Regions from separate parts of the Mus musculus genome. Here regions 1 and 2 are each linked to region 3. A link is a contact called in public HiCAR-type and promoter capture Hi-C data. All regions are on one chromosome and are shown on one strand. Each heading gives the region's core, a stretch centred on a gene start, on an enhancer-like site or on the middle of the called end of the contact. The rest is flanking DNA. Distances are from core to core; before and after follow the strand shown. Region 1 holds the start of 4931440P22Rik (RIKEN cDNA 4931440P22 gene). Region 2 holds the start of Lekr1 (leucine, glutamate and lysine rich 1). Region 3 holds the start of Mme (membrane metallo endopeptidase).

Evidence for each region. Promoter capture Hi-C pulls out the DNA fragments that hold promoters and counts their contacts. HiCAR-type assays count read pairs that join an accessible place to other places.
Region 1: a contact with region 3 is called in a promoter capture Hi-C map of liver, with 2.9 times the contacts expected there. The contact joins the promoter of 4931440P22Rik here to the promoter of Mme in region 3. A contact is called at or near these places in 2 of 39 promoter capture datasets (cranial neural crest and liver).
Region 2: a contact with region 3 is called in a HiCAR-type map of astrocytes, with 5 times the contacts expected there. The contact joins the promoter of Lekr1 here to the promoter of Mme in region 3. A contact is called at or near these places in 1 of 39 promoter capture datasets (embryonic stem cells) and 2 of 115 datasets of contacts at active chromatin or transcription factors (astrocytes and embryonic stem cells).

The regions. Positions count from the first base shown.
Region 1 is chr3:65,527,354-65,531,209 of GRCm38.p6, reverse strand. It overlaps 4931440P22Rik (RIKEN cDNA 4931440P22 gene), which reads left to right and starts at 1,796. Exons shown (of 2, transcript NR_027955.1): 1 at 1,796-1,973; 2 at 2,045-3,727. Tiparp (TCDD-inducible poly(ADP-ribose) polymerase) reads right to left here and starts at 2,763. Exons shown (of 6, transcript NM_178892.5): 1 at 2,578-2,763.
Region 2 is chr3:65,664,522-65,668,516 of GRCm38.p6, reverse strand. It overlaps Lekr1 (leucine, glutamate and lysine rich 1), which reads right to left and starts at 2,289. Exons shown (of 13, transcript NM_001166659.1): 1 at 2,206-2,289.
Region 3 is chr3:63,293,611-63,297,478 of GRCm38.p6, reverse strand. Mme (membrane metallo endopeptidase) reads right to left here and starts at 2,268. Exons shown (of 23, transcript NM_001357335.1): 1 at 1,864-2,268.

The DNA.
Region 1 (3,856 bases), core at 547-3,046, 2.2 Mb before region 3:
AGAAAGATGATCATTTAAAAACTGACAACTGAACCCATTCATTCATTAAAACATTTTGCGTTAGTCTATGGTTAACTATCTGCAATCACTGCTTGCATTATAGTTAGCTCTTACAGGTCAATTTTCTTTTTTTAAACTGAGAAATGAAGATTCAAAAGCTATGCAAAAATCTGCATAATAGTAGATAATAGTAGATGAGAATGTATTTTTCAATACTTATGTATTGACTTAATAATTGATAAACACACACACAGAGGAGGGGGAGACAGAGCAAGTGCTGTGTGATTCTACTGGGGTATGACTTTATTTTGTAAGATAGAAATAACTGTCTTTTTCTAGAAGATGAAGCAGGGAAACCACATCTCTTGCTTAGCTTTGTGGTTCCCTTTACAGTTGTTTATGATCTGTCCCATGAGTTTGCAAAAAACAAAATTCACTGGGAGGAAAGTTCATCAAAAGGATAAACTTAAAAGGTTAAAAAGTGAAAGAACTAGTGTGTGTGTGTATGTGTGTAAGGATAGACACAGAAGCTTTCAAGTGAATTGTGATACAAGAGAAAGCCAGAAGCCTGCTAATGTTTTTACATTCTGAAAGTTCTAGTATTTAATTATTGAATGTTAAAGATTTCTAAATTTTTAAAAAATTCCTGAAGGAATATCAGGATATGCCTAACTTCAACAACCACTGTACCGTGCCTTAGAAACTTAATACAGCACGATTATACAAAGGGTCCTTGTCTTTAGAAAAGTTACACTTATCCACTTTAAAAAAAAAAAACAAATGAAAGTATATTATAACCAAAAAAATACAAATATTAAAAAACACCAAATTTCAGAATCTGAATTTTTTTTCCTTTCAAGAACCAGATCCTTTAAAATGACTGAGATTTCCAGGTATTTACTGAGATTGTTCCAGATGAGAAGGGACAGTGATGAGCAATTAATGGTCTTTTTTCTTGTCCAATAGACTGAAAGAACTCCTTGATGTAAGAACCTATGATTTAATCAAGCATGCATTAGGAGTCCAGTATAGTACCTAGCACTGTTCACCACTGAGGATGTCTGTATTTTGTGGCTGAATTACTTTAGAAAAGGCACACATTAGATGCTTTGTTCTTGGTTGAAGGTCAAAACCCAAAATGGTAAGACTTCGTGCTTTAAAAAACGAATATAAAGATCTAGGAGGGATTTATAAGTCTATGTATACAAAAGTGCTGAATAATCAAAACTCAGAAAAACACAAGGCATGGAACAAAGTGCTAGTCTAAGTACAAAAGAGATTTATTTATTTTAAATAAATAAATATTTGAGTTCAGTATGAGCTGGCATTGTTAGAGAAAGCCTCACGAAGGAGGGATCTGACATGAGACATAAATAACTGGAAAGCAGCCAAGCCAGGCGTTATTATTCATCATTCGGTGCTCTTGCCTCAAGGCTCAGTTGGCACAGATTGTGGTATTCCCTCTCCGTATCTAACCCGCCTGTGCCTTCCCCTACGCACGCACACTATCCCCTCCTATCACACCAATCCAGGCAAAATACTAAAGCGATTTTATTTATACTTCTGCACACGCACATGCACGCACGCACGCACGCACACACACACTCGCACGCACACAACTTTTCCTCTTACTGCCCCTCCACCAAACTCGGAAACTCAACTAGGAAGCAGAGGAGTGGAGTGCGGAAGCCACCAGTTCCTCAATTAGTTTGCATAACAGAAAAATAAAAAGATTGGAAGGTCGTTTCCTCCGGTCGCCCGCAGCGGGCAACCCAATCGCGCCACCCTTCACCTCGTGACGCCCCGGTCGTCTGGCACCACGAGCTGGTCACACCTTCCATGGAAACCGCCGGCTCCAAACAGCCAAGGAGTGAGACGCCCGGGTCCGAGCGACGCCTCCTGCCGGCCGCGCTCCGCGCAGCCACGACCTCCCGCCGCGCCCGTTCCACCGGGCTCCGCACTTCGCCGAGAGGGTGAGCATCCCCGCCCTCACCTTGTCCTCAGGGACCCGGGCGCCCCCTCACTCCCGGCCCACCTTCCTCAGGACCCGACCTCCCCGCCTCCCCGAAGCCACTCAAGGCGAGTCCACAATGAATTCCCCCCCACCCCGGCCCTGCCTCCTTCCCGAGGACCGGCTGGCGAGTCCCGGAGCTTGCAGGGCCGAGCCGCAGCGGACACTCCGGGTGGCGGGGAAAAGGAAGGGGAACCGGTGCGGCACTCAAAGTTAACTCGAACACAGCCTGCAAACTTCTGGGCTGCAGCCCGGAACGCGCGCCGGCCGGAACGCTCCCGCAGCGCCGAGCCCTCCCGCAGGGGCTGCCCCGGCTGCAACCCCCCGAGAGGAGTCGCGGGCGGCCCCGCAAGCCCTGCGGCGCCAGTCCATCTATCCACCTGCCCAGCTCCCGGCGCTGAACCCGATCCCACCCCGCCACCGACGGACGCGAGCGCATTCAGCTCTCCCGGGCAGTCTAGGGATCCGCCGCTGTCCCGACGGGGACTCGGGGCGGCGAGGCTGGCGCCCGCCATCCCGCTGGGGGTCCCTCCGCCGCTCGCTGCCCACCCCCCAGCCCCTTTTACCTCAGGCAAGCCGCCCTTCGAACGCAGCCCAGGCGCGGCGTGGAGGGCCGCCTCTGCGCCAGCGGTCCGAGCCGAGGACGAGGGCCGGTGTCTAGGGGTCGTGGGCGGCCGACGCGGCGAGCGGCGCGCGGGCCATTCCGCGGACCTGAGCGCTGAAAGCCGCAACTGCTCTCGAGGCTCCAGCTCGCTCGCCTGTCAGCTCCAGCTCTGCTTTAAGTGGCTTCCGGTCTCCTCCCCCGGGCCGGCTCGTCTTCGGGGAGGGAGGAGCTTCGGGGCCGAGAGGGGGTGGGGTGGGGTGAGGGGGCCGGGCGATCAGTGAGTGCCGGGAAGCTGGGGCCCCGCCTCCCGTGCGCGTGCTCCGGACGGAGGGGCGCGCGGCGGCTCGGCGCTCCGGGGAGGAGGAGGAGGAGGGAGGGGAGTGTCCGCTCGCGAGCGGCCGAGGGTCCCCGAGGCTCTGACGGTTCGCGAGGCCGGGGAGGCTACCTCCCACCCCCCGTGAGCCTGCGAGGAGAGGAGGCGCGCGCCGCGTGGGGCGGACTCCACCTGCCTGCGGACAGATGCAGGGTCACCGTGTTCCGCGGACACCCGGGCACGCGATGTGAGAGAGGCTGTGAGACGGAACGGCCGGTTTCGGTGCGGTTGCCTTTGTTTATCTGCCTCCTTTCAAGACGCCTCCAGATCCCGAGGGGGAAGCGAGTGGCCGCCTCCGCCGCTGCCTCCAGACGGGGTCGCCGGCCCCGCGCCGTACGGGCGGGAAGGCTGAGCCCGCCCCGCCGCCTGTTCCCGGACAGCCTCCGCTAGGGGAAGCCAATGTTAGGGTTTTGACAATAGAGATGCCTATGCGCGTGTTTTGCAGCCCACGGATCACGTAGTGACTAATTCATTTAACAAGTCAGAGCGCCTCTTCCGCGCCGAGCGTGTACTAGGTTTAGAACTACGACCTTCATCACCCAGACCCCACGCCCTGCACTCATAGAGACTTAGGGAACCGAGAGTTAACCTCAAAAATATACATGAAACTGGCATCTGGATTGTAACTTCATGTATTCAATAGCTTTTTGTTGTTGTTGTTTTTTTAGTTGGAAATAAACATTAAATTTGTATAATCCGAATTTAAGAAAAAAAATTAAAAGATCGTACTTATTCAAAAAAAAAAAAAAGGGGATCCTGGAAAAACAGGCTAAGCAGAGGCTGTGGTTCCCAAGTTTTATGGCACTGCTAACCCAGATTAATGATCACCCAGCAGTGTTGTTTCAAATTGCATCAAGTAAAGGCCCTC
Region 2 (3,995 bases), core at 1,040-3,539, 2.4 Mb before region 3:
TAATACCAACAATTCAATATAAAACTTTTTTTTATTACTTTCATGAAACCACAGACAACAGAGACATTATTTTCTTTCTTCAGAGTTTTTCCAAATTGGACAAAGAATACCCAATCCACTCTTGATGAAGAGTCTGCCTCTCTGTCCACGGAAAGAGTAAAGGGAACTAAGAACGGCTTACTGATTAAAGCCCACGCACTGTAATGCCAGTACCCATAAATGTAGAAATAGCAGCTTTGGCGGGCAGAGACAGGGATCCTAGAAGCAAGCTGGGCGACTGGGCTCACTGAGCTGGCTGACCAGTTCAGAACTCAGGTGAGAGGTCCTGTAAGGTAGAGAGTGATGAAGACACTGGGCATCAAACTCCAGCCTCCACACATACAAAAACATGCATACACAGGTGTGCCTATGAACATGAATACACACATGGATTTGTACTAACCAAATGTCAGAGAGAGAGAGAGAGAGAGGTAGAAGATGTCAAGGCCAGAATGGTTGAGTGGAACAGATTCAAGTGAAAGAAACACAGATTCCACAGCAGAAAAGATGGTCTAAGGCCCGTGTCTGCAGAACACAGGCAATGTGAGAGTCAAGAGAGGATAATGACCTATCTTTTGGGTGGGGGATGGGAAATCAGCAAAGGCTTCCTAAGATTGAGTTAAATTAGGGGCAAGAGAGTGAAGGAAAAAATAATGCTGGTGTTATTTTTGTAAACTATGCAACCATCAGTGGAGGAGAGATTCCTCAACCCTGTGTTAGCCCAAAATATCCCTCATTTCAATAAGCTACTATTTAAAACAAACAAAACTAGTGAGCTGTCTTCCCACGTGTGTGCTTGGTAATATTAACTGAGGCCAACCACGGGAGTAATGGTAATTATGTGGACATGGGTCCAAGTGACCAAGTACATAATCATATACTGTCATAGTCACATGGCAAGAAACCAGAAGGCATTATCTTCAGTTAAGCCATCATTGGTGAATGGAAATGATAGTATCTTGGGCTCCACAGGAATATTTTTCCCTTATACAGCCAACTATATCTCCTCTTAAAGTGCCATCCACAAAAGTATTAGCAAGCATGGACCTAAATAACGTATAAATTCAAGGTACCAGTGGGATGTTTATTATTTAATGCCTTCGCTGTGACTACTCTTAACATATTACTATGTCACCAGAAGTGGCAGGCTTCTGGCTATGAAAGAAAAATTTAAAAATAGCACCCTGGTAAATTTGAAAGACCTCTAAAACGAAGTGGAGGAGAAACTGATGTCAATGCACATCGCACAAGACATAGTAACAAGATTACAGGCAAGATACATTCATTGGATTCGTCCCAAGAACATGTGTAACTTGTCCTCATATAAAGACACTTTATTGTAAACCCATGTAAACTGTGAGTGCAGACTGTAATAACTAGGTGCTTTTCTGCTAAGCAATGCATGCTGATGATTACAACTAAGAGGTGGGCACCTAAAATTCCCAAGGTGACTAGAAGGGTACTACTTTCTTTAACGTTTATTTTTGTTATTGCCTATATTTTAAGAAACAGCTTGTAAGCCGATTAGAAAAGTCCATTGGGTCTTTATAAAGATGTGACTACTCGTGAAAAGAATAGTAGAATCCACATATAATTCCGCTTTTCAAGAAGTGTAGGGCTGTTTGCTCTTTAGCAGAAGAAAACGTGATTTTTAAGTTACCCATTCAGTATTTTAACCAAACAAGTTCCTTTTGGTCTTTCCCATTATATATGTGGAAACTGTCCTTGGCAAAAGTACAGAGGTACGTGGCCGCTGCTACGTGCGTTTGAGAACCTTCTCTGTGACACTGGTCACGAGATAGACGTGCGTGTTCTTAAACGCAGAAATGCCCTTGGTGGTTCATTTCCGATTCTTACACCGGTGTCACGCCCGGTCATTAACTCAGGTTCTGCTTCCAGGCCCTTCCTCAAGTACCATTCCGGGGGCGTGATTCACCGAAGGGCAGGTCGGGGGCAAGAGAGCAGGAGGTCACTGCAGGAAACTAACCGCCCGACCGGACTGCGCTGGCCCAGGCCTCGCCTGGGGCGCCGAGAGGCCGCCCCACCTTCCCGCCTTCCTCCTCCCGACCCCCGCCGCCCCGCAGTCCCGCGCCGCCAGTCTCTGCGCCGGAACTGTGTCCCCGCCGACCGGGTCCTCTGAGGACTGAGGAAGGCCATGACCCTCACCTAGCCCGGGACTCCGCAGGGTGTAAAACGGCTTCCCTGGTCTCCCGGGCGACCGCGCTGCACGTTGGCCTGACGTCAAGGCGCGGTGACGTCACAGCCCCCGCCGACGCGGAAGCGGAGCTTCTTTTGCATCATTTGTCCCAAAAGCGAGCTAGGCGGAAGCTGGAGCGGGTGGCGGGGGTCGAAGGAGAGGGCGGATTTACGCGCGGTTCTGTGACGGACGGGGATGGGGCTCTGGAACCCGCGGGGACGACGGGCAGCCGAGGCTGATGAAGAGGCGGGAAGTGGGTGGCCATGTGCCTCATCTGCAGGGGCAATCATTGTTGTCGAACGGAAGGAAAAGAAGCTTTTAAGTGGAATTGACTGGGGAAGGCTTGCTTAGAATTTCATTCTGGTCCAAAGAAGTCAAGATGACGGGTTTAGTTCATGAAGTATTACTGAGACGTGCTACTGCACACTCAAGTAATGGAAGGCCTCTTGTTTTTACACACTGACGACTTCCCTTTATTCATACTTTATTCATAAAACAAATACTGATGACCTACTACGCAACAAGCAAGCAGGATGAGATGATGCTTGGTGACTAACACAGGCCACTGGTATGATTAGTGTCTTCGTAGTCTGCTCCTTTTCCAGGAGCATCTGAGGTCCAAAGTTCTGATCCTCCAGTAACTAAAGAAAACACGGTTTCCTAGCAGAAAAGAACAATAATTGCTGTTAAAGAATAGTTTGCATGAATAGAAAGAAAAGGCATTGGAGAGAGGAAGGTGAACAGGTGATTTGAAATAGTGCCAGATCTATTGGAGCTGCTGGTTGATCACTAGTATGAAAATAACCGCATGAAAATAGTGAATACTCCCCTAAGTCATGAAAGATATAGATTATGCAGAAACTAACAACAGTTACTTACTATTGAGTAACTAGTATTATGTACTGTATATCATTGAATATATACAAGAGGGCTAGAAACAGAGGGCTTCTGACAGCATCACCACGAACACTACACAAAATGTCTCGGTAACTAACATCACTAGATATTAGGAATTTTATACCAAAAGTATTGTTATAGGGCACATAACTACAGTTTGGACAATAATTACCGAGCACTTGTATCTAAAAAGGAAGGCAATCCTCTGAAAATGGGATGAAATCCCATGGAAATGCTATAATTCACTTTCATCTATGCCTCTTCGTTACACATCACCTTGAGTCCATTTTCCTTACCACTGTAAATGCCCTCTCAATCCTAAATCCCATTGCTAATTAGCCACAAGCCTAACTTTCTGTAGGAGTGCCACATGTGGCACTCCTACAGAAAGTTTTCATTATTATATAAAGTCCAGTTTAGGTAGTGGTAGACCCAGTAAGAATTTAAAAAGAAAGGATAGCTTCCGGAAAGAACAGAAATAAGAAGTGTATTTCCAATTGGCCTATGCCAAATGGTCAGCCCTTGAAAACATGCATACAAGAAACAGTATGTGGCCTCTACAGGTTGTATTTGGAAATATATGTGTATATGCAAATGCATGTTTGAATCCAAGAACAATTGGGTAAAAGAAAGACAGTTTGTGCCTAATCTAATTGCATCTCGTTATGCCCTGTTTGGTGGATATCACTGGGAGGCCTGCTCCTTCCTGAAGAGAAATAGAGGGGCAGTAAGTCTGGGGGAGAGGGGAGGTTGAGGCCAGGGGCTAGAAAGGGGCTAGGAAGGATGGAGGGAGGGGAGGTTGCAGTCAGGATGTATGAGAGAAGAATAGAGAAAAGAGAGGCCATGAATTTGAAGGAGAGTG
Region 3 (3,868 bases), core at 1,019-3,518:
AATCAGAATACAAAACACAGTACAAAGTCAATGCTTGCAATAGGATAAGCAAACGCATACCTAGGTTCTTAAAATATTTCACCTGAACTGGAAATTTGTTAAATCTCTTAAACTAAAAAAACAAATGCCAACACAGACAATAAGAGAACACAGAATCTGGAGTTCAGACTAAACAGAAACTCCACAAACTTCAACTTGGCAACATCAGCAAAAGAACGCAATGCTATTTTTGCTTGGGTATAAGATACATTTCAAAGCATCAGCATCAGCAAACGTCAAATTATGAAACCTGGAAGATAACTGATCGGTTAAAGAGAAAGGTGGAGCGAAGCAATTTTCATACTCGGGGCACATTGTGATACTGCAACAATACACGTCTGTAAGTCCCTGTGGTGGTGCTTTGGAGTTACAGTTTTGCATTAGTGGAAATTAAGGCAGAGTAGGAAGAAGTCAGCTTCATAATTAGATTGTGTCTGTGGAAGCTGAAGTAGTAGTATTCAGAAGACCGCTTGACCCCCACCCCCACCCCCACACCATCCTGCCACATTAACTAGTAGGTATTTCCCCCGGCCTGAAGTGAGTTTTGACATGAAAAGTCCCATCCACATTGCTCTAGAGTACAACCCAAGACAAACAAAACAACAACAACAACAACAAAAAATCAAGTCCAAAACACAACAAATATTTTTGAGAGCTTGAACGAAAGAAGAAAAAATCCAAGGGCGTGCAGCTACACTCCCTCAGCGCCAATCTGCCGATAGCAGAGCAGCTTCCAAAAGCTGGCGCTGCAAGTCAGTTACTAGTTTTCAGTTTAATAAAATCCATGTGAGCCGCTTATGGGCATGGAATAGACTTGACCGAGAGGCTCAGAGGAATACCGGTTTATAGTTACTCTCATTTTTAAAGAGTATAAATAGATCAGGATAGGTTAAGTAAGAAAGGGTCTTTAAAAACTTCCATCTACTAAAGAACACCCCCACCCCGCGCCAGCCAACCCTTTGGCAGATTTAAGCATGAATTATATAATAGGAAGCCAAGGTTCGAAGCACGATGAAGAGGTGGGATTGTGAAAAGACATTTAGGTTAAGAAAATTTAAAACTAGGAAAGTGAGTTAATTGAGGAGAGAATCCGATAGAAACTAAAATGAAAACAAACCTTGTTTTTTAAAATAAAAACAGTGTCTGTACAGCGGAATGGCCAATTCCCAGCCCCCAAATGAACCCCGGTGCAATTTGGCAGCGCTGCTCTCGGTCACCAAACAGAACTCCTGGGCGGAGGCTGCAGGAAGCTATGAAAATGAACCTGGAGGTGACCTGACATCACTCCCAGGGTCCTCCTCCAGGTCGCCTTCTCGGCCCCTTCCCCTCCCCACATTCTCAGGTCCCAGTGGCGGCTCCCGCCCAGGACACGCCTCCTCCTCCCGCGGCGACCAGGCACCAGGAGCCCGCTGCGCGCGGGACCTCGGCCTCTGCCCTTGCTTAGCGCGTCCCGGCCCCCGCCCGCTCTGTCCTCCTGTTGCCCGTCCCACCGACTCCCGGCGCCCCGGGGACACTGGTGCCCCGCTCCCGGTGCCCGGTTGTTCGCTCTCCGGTGACTCACCAGTGGGATTGGGGAGAAGTTGGAGGCGACTGAGCAGACACATCCCGACCAATGAGCGCACCGGCCAGGGCGGCCGCAGGCAAAGTAGCCCCCAGCCCGGGCGAGCGCCCACCGCTCTGTGCGGTCCCCAGGGTGCGCCCCGGCGCCGAGCGCGCGGAGGGGGACGAAGCCAGAGTCCCGGGAGGTTCCAGGCCCCACTCGGGCTCCGGGCGGGTGAGCGCCCGGGAAGCCCGCATTCCTTGGACCCTCACCCCGAGACTCACCCCTCGCCTTAGCCGCTCTGCAGCTTACGCCTGCACTCCGTCCAGCTCCTCCACTTGCACATCTCCGCGCCCTGCGCGCCTCGCGCTCACCCCCCGCCTCGCCGCACAGGACCAGCCGCGAGAGCAGTTCCCTGGGTGACCTGAAGGTTTCCGCCAGGTCTCCCAAATCCTGTCACACCGTGTAAAGGGGCGGAGGGGGCTCCCTCTCCCAGTTCGTCCCCCACCTTGCCCTTCCCAAAAGGGCTTCGCCAGACATTCTTGGAATTGTTTAGCTTTGTGGCTTTCAAGACAACAATACACTGTCTCTCTGGGATTGTGTAGTGCTGATTGCAGGCTCTCATTCTCTAACTGACTAAGACCAGAATGCTTCTCTCTCACATACTCTTGCTCTCTCCGTTTTCCCTCGTCCTTCACTCTCCTTCCCTTCTTTTCAATGTCTTCTTTTCTTCATCCTTCCCTCCTCTCCTCCCCCCCCCCCCAGTCTATGTGTGTCTCTTTCTCTTAAACTTAAGGCATTGAATTTGTCAAAGATAGAAGTTTGTCTTTGTGCAGAGGCAAGTATTTCATGGAAATTACCTTTAGCCGCTATTGTAACCAAAGAACTCAGAAAGGCTAAACTTTTCTGCCCCGCCCCCACCCCTGCCCCAGGATTTCAATGTAGTCATTCAATGTCAAGTACATATAGAGTTGGAATACTAATCCTTCTCCTGTTTGGAATCACAAGTTTTGAACACCACACATGCTCCATAAGTGCGAGCATGCTCACAGGACTTGAACTTGAAACGATCTTTGAGCATTAAAATGCCTTACTCCTTTGCCCTAACCAACTTTATGCTTTTTTTTAATGGTTAAAGAAACACAAACAAACAAACAAACAAAAAGCTAAGACAAGAACAGGAAATGTATGTTAGTGAAATTATGAGTATCATGGAAAGACATTTCAAGACAAAGTAACTCAATTGATGTGCGTAAGTTCAACGCACACCTTCAAACGGAAGTGCCCACGCTTCTTTCTTCCTCTGTGGGTATTACAAGCACATCTTTGTCCTCATGGCTAGACTAACAGAGATGTGTGACCTCTCACTGATAAGCATAGGCAGCTTGGCAAGCACTCTGGGAAGCATCTCAAATGGAATTTGAACCCAGGTCATCTTGCCTCCGATTGTTTTGCAGAGGATCAATGCACAGAAGAGAGAGTTACTCAAATTCTCTTGGGAAGAAAGCTAGATTTTCCTCCCCAACACCGGTGTGCTTAGTTTTTATTATATTTTACTTAAATTTTCAAAACATCTAAATTTTACAATAAAACGAGTTGGGAAAATATGTGTATGTATATATAGATACAGATAGGGAGAGAGAGAGGAAGGGAGAGAGGGCACTAGTTCTCAAACTTTCCATATTCAACCACTAGCATTAAAAGTTTAATGCATTTCTGATTAGTATAGTAATGTTTGGTCAGAATATTACAAAAAAAAAATCACGTTTCAACTAGAAATAAAAATTAAGCTCATGTGTGTGGCTATAGCCTACTTAACGTTTCTCATTTGATTTGTTTTATTTTCATTAAAGTTTTAAACATATTACTCTTTTAAGGCTATCTAGCATATCCACAAGATTCAAGAATATCTCTTTCACCTAAAGGAGGTGGTTGACCTGGGGCCTTAACGCCTTAGCATGATAAGTATTTGAGCAGCCATTGAGCAATACTCTTAGCCCTGGAGAATGTTTTGATAACAACAGAAACTAGGTTACGATTATTTATTACAGCTATCAACCTTGAGCTGAAAATTGATTTTTTTCTCAATTAAAGAGTCATTAATGAAAAACCTTTTCAGACTAGTTAAGAACAATGTAATAGTTTTATTTCAGTCTCATTACAAGTCGGAGAAATTTTTATAGAGAGTCAATTCAAATATTCACTCCTGTTAAGAACATTTTGCTAGAAAAATAATTTAGAATGCTTGTCAAAAGGAAGTAAAAACCCTGAAATCATCATCAGACTTTG